2 separate regions of the Mus musculus genome follow, and region 2 is linked to region 1. Evidence: chromatin contacts called from public HiChIP or PLAC-seq data. All regions are on one chromosome and are shown on one strand. The core of a region is the stretch at or near the end of the contact, and the rest is flanking DNA. Distances in the headings are between cores, read along the strand shown.

Region 1 (4,357 bases), core at 1,089-3,588:
AGGGCCCTGAGAGGCAAGGTGGGTGGAGACTGGTCATTTGGGGGCTGTTTGCAGTTTGTTAGTAGTTGTGCTCAAAAAAGAAACAAGAAGAAAGAAATTTGATTCACAGATATCTCTCTCTTCCTTCTGTCCTTCTTTCTCTCCTATCTATTGATACAGGATGATGCAGTGGGGAGGGGCAGTGGGTAAAGGGTGAGAAAAAGAACCCACAAAGTAGCTAAGTCCAGCTACAAAGTTGGGCATGGTTCAGAGCTGGGGAAGCAGAGACAGGAGGATCCCTGGGGCTTTCTGGGTTAAACTCCAGGTTTAGTGAGAGATAGTTGTCTCAAAAAATAAGGTAGAGAGAAATAAAGGAAGCGACTAGACATTGATCTCTGGCCTCTACATGTACATACACACATGTTCATGTATACTTATTTACATATGCATGCAAACACCACAGACACACCAAATTTAAAAAAAGCAATTAAGTGTGTAAGGTTGCTACATGTCCTTTCATAGCTCAGTAGCTCACTTTTCAAAAAATCCCTGATTAAAACAGTTATGTGGCTATACCTCCCATCTATTTAATATTTTTTGTTGCTTCTAATGTTTGATGATTACAAATGAAGCTGTTATACTACCTACATGTGCTGGTTTTGTGTATAGTGGTAAATATCTAGGAATTCAAATGGTGATTTTTTAAAAAGTTTTATGTATGTTGGAATAGTTTTGTACAGCCCTGGCTAGTCTTGAACCTATTACACTGCCAAAGTATGACCTTAATCTCCTGGTCCTTCTTCCTCCACCACTAAGTGCTGGCATTACACTTGTTTGCTGTCACATCTTCTAAGACGTTGCTTAGTTCAGTAGCAAACTGACAAACTATTTTCCAGAGTATCTTTATTATTGCTCATTCCCACCAGCAATGAAAGTGATGTGCTGCTGTTGCTCTACATCCTCACCAGTATTTGGTGAATTATAGATTTTATAAATTTTGGCTATTCTAATAGGTGTGTATTGATATCTCATTGTTTTATAAATCTGCATCACCTAATGACAAATTATGTTGATATGTTCATATGCTCATTTGCCATCTGTATATTTCCTTTGCTGAGTCATATGTTCATAGCTTTTTCCCGTTTCTATTTGTGCTGTTTATTTTCTTATTGTTGAGTTTTAAGGATTTTTAGAAATCCTTTATCAGATATGTGTTTTGGGAATATTGTTTTTCAGTCTATGTCTTACCTTTTTATTCTTCTGACAGTATATTTTACAGAGAAATGATGCCAGTGTTAAAAAGATATATTTTACCTTTAAGTGTGTGTGTGTGTGTGTGTGTGTGTGTGTGTGTGTGCACATGCCTGAGTGCCTGCAAAGGCCAAGTGTCTTGGGTACTGGAAATCAAATTTGGAAGAGCTATGTCTCTATTATTTTTACACGTGGATGTCTAATTATTCCAGCATCTTTTGTTGAAAAGACCAGCACTCCTCCATTGAATTGTATTTGTTCTCTTATCAAAGGTGAGTTTACTATATTTGTATAGCTCTAACCTAAGTTTTGTATTTGATAGCATCAATTTATTTCCCCCATATGACTCTTGATTACTGTAATTTTAATAGTAAGTCATGAAATCAGATGTTGTTAGGCCTATACTTTTGTTTTGTTTTGTTTTTGATCAATATTGTGTTATCTAGTTCGGGTCTTTAGCCTTCCCACGCAAACTTTAAAAAATAGTAGAATCATTTTCTCCTCATTCGTACCACAATCAACTGCAGGTTGAGTGACTTTCTTACAGCTATTGACTCAGGCGTCCAGACTCCTTCCTTCTTGACACTACTTCCTTCAACATGTACCCTCCAAGCAGTATAGAGGAGATGTGCAATCCCAATGAAATAGAACAAAAACTCAGAACAATCTTGAAAGGTAGCCCTAAAGATCACTTAGACTTTGGTCTATTTTGTAGGTTTCTTAGAAGTGGCCAGAACTGCTGGTTCAAGGTTCAAGTGTGCAGATGGCCATCCCCTGGACCAGGTAGCCTGGCAGGGTCAGGGCCGGCAGTCATTTGTGTTGTAACTCCTGCAGGAGAGTGGACCCAATCTATCACTCTTGTTTCTTAACTCCTGCCTTTTCTACTGTGGGGGCTTTGTCCTTGAGTGGACATAAGCAGGCAAAATGCCCTTCTCCCGTCGACACGCCAGCATCTTCTCATATCATTAGGCCGGGATATGCTCGGAGACCACCTAGTGACTGACCAATCAGGCAGGGACACACTTAACTCAAACCAGTGGGTGGAAAGTGGCAGGCTCGTGGGCTGTGCCGTTGCCCCTTTAAGAGTGTCCTCCAACCGCACATGCTCAGTTCAGGTAGAGCCCGCGCACGCGCAGAGGTAGCAGCGGATGTTTACAGCGGCTGAGGTCCGTCCGAAGCGACAGAAGCGTCTGAAGAACTGCTCTCCGAGACTCAATACGGGGGCTGCTGAGCGCCGAGGTAGAGCCGTCTCTGCCCCTCGGCCCTTCCCTCCATATCCCTTCTCCAGCTCTGGTTACCCGTTCCCCAGCGTCCGTGTATCTTACCATCTCCGAGAGTTTCGAACCCCAGCGCCTGTCACCCCCGCCCCCCCATCTCCCTGCCCAGCACCTCCCTCCCCTCCAGCGTGCCCCCCCACCCCCCGCCTGTTGCTAATTCTGGGATCTGATTGCTCTAGTTCTACAACCTATTTCTAATTAAGTAGGAAATGTTTGCAATTAGCTCAAGGGCAAGTCGGGCATTGACCATGATTGAAACAAATTATACCTAGGGTGGATATTGGGAAGAAGGCAGAGTATCCTACAGAGGAGAAAAAAAAGACCCCTTTGGGGAAAGATCTAAAGTAGCTGGAGAGAACCCCTGGGGCCTGGACCCTTTGTTTCTTTATTAGGCCTGTGCCTCTGCCATCAACTCCGTCATCTTGAGTATCTGCCCTCTGCTCTCTTGGGCCCTGCACTGTTGTTCTCTGTTCTTATTGAAGACATTGCTAAAGTGGGCTCCATTACGTCTGGTAGGTTGTCTCTAGAACGAGGTATTTAAGAGGCTCAGCACTGATTATATATAAAGGGAATTGAAGTGGGCCCTCTTGAGGTGGTGGCATTTGGTCTCTCCTTTTGCCCTGGCTTTTCTCCATCCTCCTCTGAGACCTTGCTGGGAGACTTGGGAGAAGGGACTCATTTTTCTTTTTTTCTTTTCTTTTCTTTTTTTTTTTAATTTCGGTTAGTCCCAAAGCTTTTCCACGCACGAAACAGTAGGAATTGTCCCTAGTCAGTACATACTACTGGTCAGCTTTCATTCAGATGCAGACCACAAGTGATATGCATTTGAGGCACACCCTCCAAGAGTTCTGGTTTTCAAGACAAGAAGCCTTGGCTATTTTCCTCGTTCTGCTGGCAGGATGATGGTTTAGAATACATGTTCCTAGCAAGGTATCCCCTAAGAAAGTGACATCCACTTGACTGTGGGCCAGCTGTCGCAGTTTTTTCAAACGCAGTATAGATATGAAACAGGGTTCTTTAGTCCAGCTTCACTTGTGTTGTTGTTGTCCACTTGGGGTCCTGTGCTGCTCAGTTTTTTTCCTATGCCCTTTTCTTCTGTTGGCCTGTGCTAATCAGTTCTGAATGGGAACTGTAATAAGCATTACAGCAAGTAGCAAAGTGTGTATCGTAGGGTAGTAAAGGAAGGACAATCTCCTAAAAAATAGTTCTTTGCTTTCAGTTGGAATCTACTGCACTGCATTCTTGTGCAGTGATACTGTTTGGTTTGGAGAGAGTATTTTCAAGTATGTTTTAGGGCTTTCTTTCTTTCTTTTGACATGGTGACTGATCACATCTATCTCAGCAGCAAGTAGTGATGCTTCTATGCAAGGCAATATTAGATTGTCAGACAAAGCTAATACTAAGTACCACACTCTATCATTATTCACCCACTCTCCACCAAAAGCAATTGATAGGGCTACCTTGGTGTTCTGTGTAGTCTAGAGAATGATCTACAATAGTCACACTTTCTGTTTTAAATGAGTGAATTTATTAAGTATATATAGCAAGCAAAAGTAAAAGAACTAGTTAGTAACAGAAGTAGTTGATAGAAAACATCAAGTTGAGTATTCACTTTAGTAGGGATGACTGGGATAGCACAGTTGAGAGACCAAACAAAAGGTAACAGCAGAAATCATCTGCGAAAATTCCATTTGAAGCAGCCATTTGAAATTCCTGATAGAGAACCCAAGTGAAGCTTCCAAGTTAAGAAAAATAGATAGATAGATAGTAGATAGATAACATCATCAAGTTGGGCACTTACAGTCATCTAGTAGAAATCAACTGGAGAAGTTGAGGCTGTCGGTTGGAGT
Region 2 (4,357 bases), core at 618-3,117, 620 kb before region 1:
AAATTAAGGAATTTTTAACTTTTCAAAAACAAAAAAACAAAAAAACAAAAAACCACCTGTGGTCTGGAGAGATGGCTCAGCAGTTAACAGCACAGGCTGCTCTTCCAGAGGACCCAAGTTCAATTTCTAGCACCTACATAGGGACTCAAACCTGTCTATAATTTTAGTCCCAGGGCTTCTGACACCCTCACACAGATTTACATACAAGCAAAACATTACTGAGCATAAAATAAAGAATTAAAAAGAAAGAAATAGGGCTGGAGAGATGGCTTAGCGGTTAAGAGCACTGACTGCTCTTCCAGAGGTCATGAGTTCAATTCCCAGCAACCATGGTGGCTCACAACCATCTGTAATGAAATGTAATGCCCTTTCCTGTGTGTCTGAAGAGAGCAACCATGTACTCACATAAAATAAATGTATCAATCTTGAAAGAAAGAAAGAAAGAAAGAAAGAAAGAAAGAAAGAAAGAAAGAAAGGAAGGAAGAAAGAAAGAAAGAAAGAAAGAGAAAGAAAAATAAAAACCATCCCTAACTCCAGTTCCAGGGGATCCAATGTCCTCTTCCTACCTCTGTGGGTACCAGCCTTCTGTGGGAACCAGGCATGCAGGTAAAATGCTCATATACATAAAAATCAATCTAAAAAATTAAAAATTTTAAAACTAGGACTGGGAAAAAAAAAAAAAAAGACCGATCAAGTGGAGCAGAGCAGCTTTCACAGACCCAGAGCAAGCCCAACCCCTAAGAACAGGGTAGTGAGCCTCACCCATCTCCTTCCTGAGGAAGAGCTGGGCGCTGGTATTCTTCCTGCTGCTTTTTATTCTCTTCTACTCCCCAGGGGCCAGTTTCCCTCCTGGACCTTCAGATGGCATCCCTTTCTCCCTCAAACTGGCCACCATGACTAACTAGCCTAGATGAGCACAGAGCCAGCACCCATCGCTTCTCCCTCCTCCCCCTCCCCCTCTGGGGCCTCTGAGGTCTGTAGCCAATATAGGTTGACAGATAGGAAAACTATTCCCCAGCACCGTCAGATGCCATCAGGAGGGCTGGGAGCTCTAGCTATAATTCAAGTTGGTAGCAAACTTGAGTTACAACCAGGTAACTCAGTCCAGACAAACCCAATCTAGAAGGACTGACCGAGTGGAAAAGAGTCAGCAGCTTTCAGGTGGCTGAGACCCTGAGACCCTTGCTAGGAGTAACCCCAAGCTAGCTCATAAAGAGGAAGGACCTGGGTGTTAAATCTAGGGGTCCAAAGCCCAGTTTGGAGTATGAGACTGCAACTTGGGGATTCCTTTGAGGATTCCTAGAGCTATGGACTCCGTTTATTCAGACTGGAGGGGACAGGGCATGAGTTTCTGGAGGCCTGGGAAAACCAGACCCCTTCACCTTGCTGACTGCTTGCTAAGGAGATCCTAGCCATCTGCTGCTATATCACTTCCTTTCTCATCGTCTTTGAGACCCATAGGCGGCTGCTTGGCTTGGAATGTCAAACAGGTGGCCCTTCCCTGCACTCCACTGGCATCTGCTGGCTTCTTGAGTCCCAGCAGCCAGCTCTGTCCCACTCAAAGACACCAGTTTCCTGCGTTGCATAGAATCCCATTGCAAGCCAAGCTGCTGACCCAGCCACCGCAGGCTCCTGGACTGCTGCGAAACACGATGCCGAGGAACAATTCCACTAGCCCGTGGCGCGGGCTGAAGTTGAGTTTGTTTCGAGTCCGTGAGGCCCTGGACATAAATCGCTGCTGCCGTATATCAAAATTTAGCCTTCAAATCAAGAGCTCCTTACACCTGGGCCGGATGTGCACAGCGTCACAAGGGCCAGTGGTTCCCATGGCAACAAGTAGGCCTTTGGCAGGGGGAGCGGATCTGGCAGTGCACCCTGCAGCTCTGGCTGGGCTCCGCACAGGAAGCGGGCGGCCAGGCACTTGCAGAGCGGGGCTGGGGCTCACGGAGGTGATCCGGAAGAGGAGTGGTAGGTAGAGGAGTTTAGGAGGTGTGCCCAGAAGCTCGGGGTGGGTAGTCTCCACGGAGGGGGAGGGGTGATAGAATAGCTTAGATGGGGAAGTAGTTATGGAGACTTCCATTGAGCTTTCTAGCGGCCATGAACTGTTGACTCAGGGTCTTGGGGCCCTGATCTCAGCTAGCATTCAGCCAGGAACCATTCTCTGCTGTCTCAGATGCCTGTTCTAACCCCCCCCACCCCCCACCCCCGGCACGCACCACCATTCACACAAATCACTTTGAATTAGTCTTTGGGACATGATCAATCTTACTATCCAGCTGTGTGGTTTTGAGGTAGTCATCCAGTCTCTTAGCTCTGTTTCTTGCTCATCCAAGCCCAGTTTCCACAAACTGAGATTTCCAAGTGAAGCCACTGGCCCAGTGCCAGGGACAGCTAGCAGGAGGTTGGTACCTTCTCCAGGGATCTCTGGCTACTGGGCTTTGTGGCACACCAGCCTCTCCACAGACAACCAGATTTGGGGGAAAGGTATGGGGACAAGGAGAGGAGGGCTGACTCTGGAGTCAACAGTTCCAGCTTTGGGATAAACTGGGTACAGGAGCATACACCCCTGGAGTCCCAAGACTGCTTGAGCACAGGAGTTGGAGGGCAGCCTGAACAACAGACTGAGATGTTCTGTCAAAATCAAAAGTGACCATGAAGGAAGACCAACCTAACAAGCTTTAGCGTTAGACTCCCCCCAACCCCCATCTGTGAGATGGTGGGAGAGGATCTACCCTGTTCTTAGCCACACAAGGTCCCCCCCCCCCCCTTTATGTGAGGATGATGTAGAGTCTTGTCTTTGGTTAGCCTGGTCCCTGAGCATTGCACCCCTGCAGTGTACCTGGTCTCTGGAGAGTACTGGGAAGCATGGGGAATCACCCTAAGCTTGGGCACAGACCTGTGTTAGGTGAGGAACCTGAGACTTATGATCTGTCTCAAAACTAATCAACATCCCAGAGCTTCTCCCCAGGCTACTCTGGTCCCTGTAGCCCACTCTGTCTGATAAGCCCCATTAGCTCATCGCCACAAAATACTATTGGCCCCTTGATAGAAGTTTCCCGTTTATCATCTGCTTTTGCCCAGTACCCAGCCCACTATTCTGTCCCCTCCAGGGGTCTCTGATCAGAAAGCTGTGTCCCAGGGGAGAGCAAAAGCCATTATGGGGCAGAGGCTGATGAGGGGCAGAGCCAATCTGACGGTCACAGCTGATGCCTAGTTCTTACCCTCAGCTCCCAGACAATGAACTTCCAGGTGACAGGCCTGGCCCTGGACAAAATGAAGCTGGACAGTCCACATTCCTTCCTGGACGCAGAGGAGGTGGAGGAGGCAGAGGACCAGCAGCTGCTGGAGCCAGAGGCTTGGAGGACATACATGGAGCGCCGCAACGTGCTGCGTGAGTTCCTGACCACAGACCTGAGCCCCCAGTTGCTCAAGCGCCACCATGCCCGCATGCAGCTGCTCAAGAAGTGCTCCTACTACATTGAGATTCTCCCTAAGCACCTGGCCCTGGGTGACCAGAACCCGCTGGTGCTACCTAACACCATGTTCCAGCTCATTGATCCCTGGAAGTTCCAGCGCATGAAGAAGGTGGGCACAGCACAGACCAAGATCCAGCTCCTCCTGCTTGGGGACCTGCTGGAGCAGCTGGACCATGGCCGGGCAGCACTGGATGCCCTACTTGAGGCCCCTGACCCACGGCCCTTCCTGGCAGGCTGGGGGCTTGTGGAACAGCAGTTGGCAGACCTATCAGTTGTCATGGACAACTTCCTGGCCATGATGGTACCAGGACACCTGCATGTCAAGCACCGCCTGGTATCTGACATTGGAGCCACCAAAATCCCACACATCCGGCTTATGCTGAGCACGAAGATGCCAGTTATGTTCGACCGGAAGGAGTCAGTGGCGCATCAGGACTGGGTCAGCCTGCGCTGGTTTGTAACCATCCAGCCGGCAGCACCAGAGCAGTATGAACTGCGCTTCAAGCTGTTGGAGCCCAGGACACAACAGGAGTGTACACAGTGTGGCATAGTCCCTGTGGCTGCCTGCACCTTTGATGTCCACAACCTGTTGCCCAACCGTACCTACAAGTTCACTATCAAGAGGGCAGAAAGCTACACCCTGGTCTATGAGCCCTGGCGGGACAGCCTCACCTTGCAGACCACGCCAGGACCCCCTGAGGGGCCTGCCCCCAGGCTGGGTAAGCCCAGCCTGCCCCTGACCACACCTTCTGAGAGATGATTTTCTAATATTTATCCACTAATAAAGAGGAGTATACACACACCAAATTAAAGACACAACCCTACTTAGGCCTTAAGAAAGTAGCAGCTATGTGTTTTCCTGATGGCCCTACACCCCACAA

The links. HiChIP or PLAC-seq counts read pairs in DNA pulled down with a chosen protein or histone mark.
Region 2: a FOXA1 HiChIP or PLAC-seq map of pancreatic cancer cells shows a contact between it and region 1. The contact joins the promoter of Fndc11 here to the promoter of Pcmtd2 in region 1. A contact is called at or near these places in 1 of 39 promoter capture datasets (embryonic stem cells), 1 of 115 datasets of contacts at active chromatin or transcription factors (pancreatic cancer cells) and 3 of 9 other capture datasets (adipose tissue, liver and pancreatic islet).

Annotation. Positions count from the first base shown.
Region 1 is chr2:181,835,516-181,839,872 of GRCm38.p6, forward strand. Pcmtd2 (protein-L-isoaspartate (D-aspartate) O-methyltransferase domain containing 2) reads left to right here and starts at 2,339. Exons shown (of 7, transcript NM_153594.3): 1 at 2,339-2,469.
Region 2 is chr2:181,218,167-181,222,523 of GRCm38.p6, forward strand. Fndc11 (fibronectin type III domain containing 11) reads left to right here and starts at 1,868. Exons shown (of 2, transcript NM_001379472.1): 1 at 1,868-1,968; 2 at 3,228-4,283. The coding sequence starts at 3,238. The coding sequence ends at 4,236.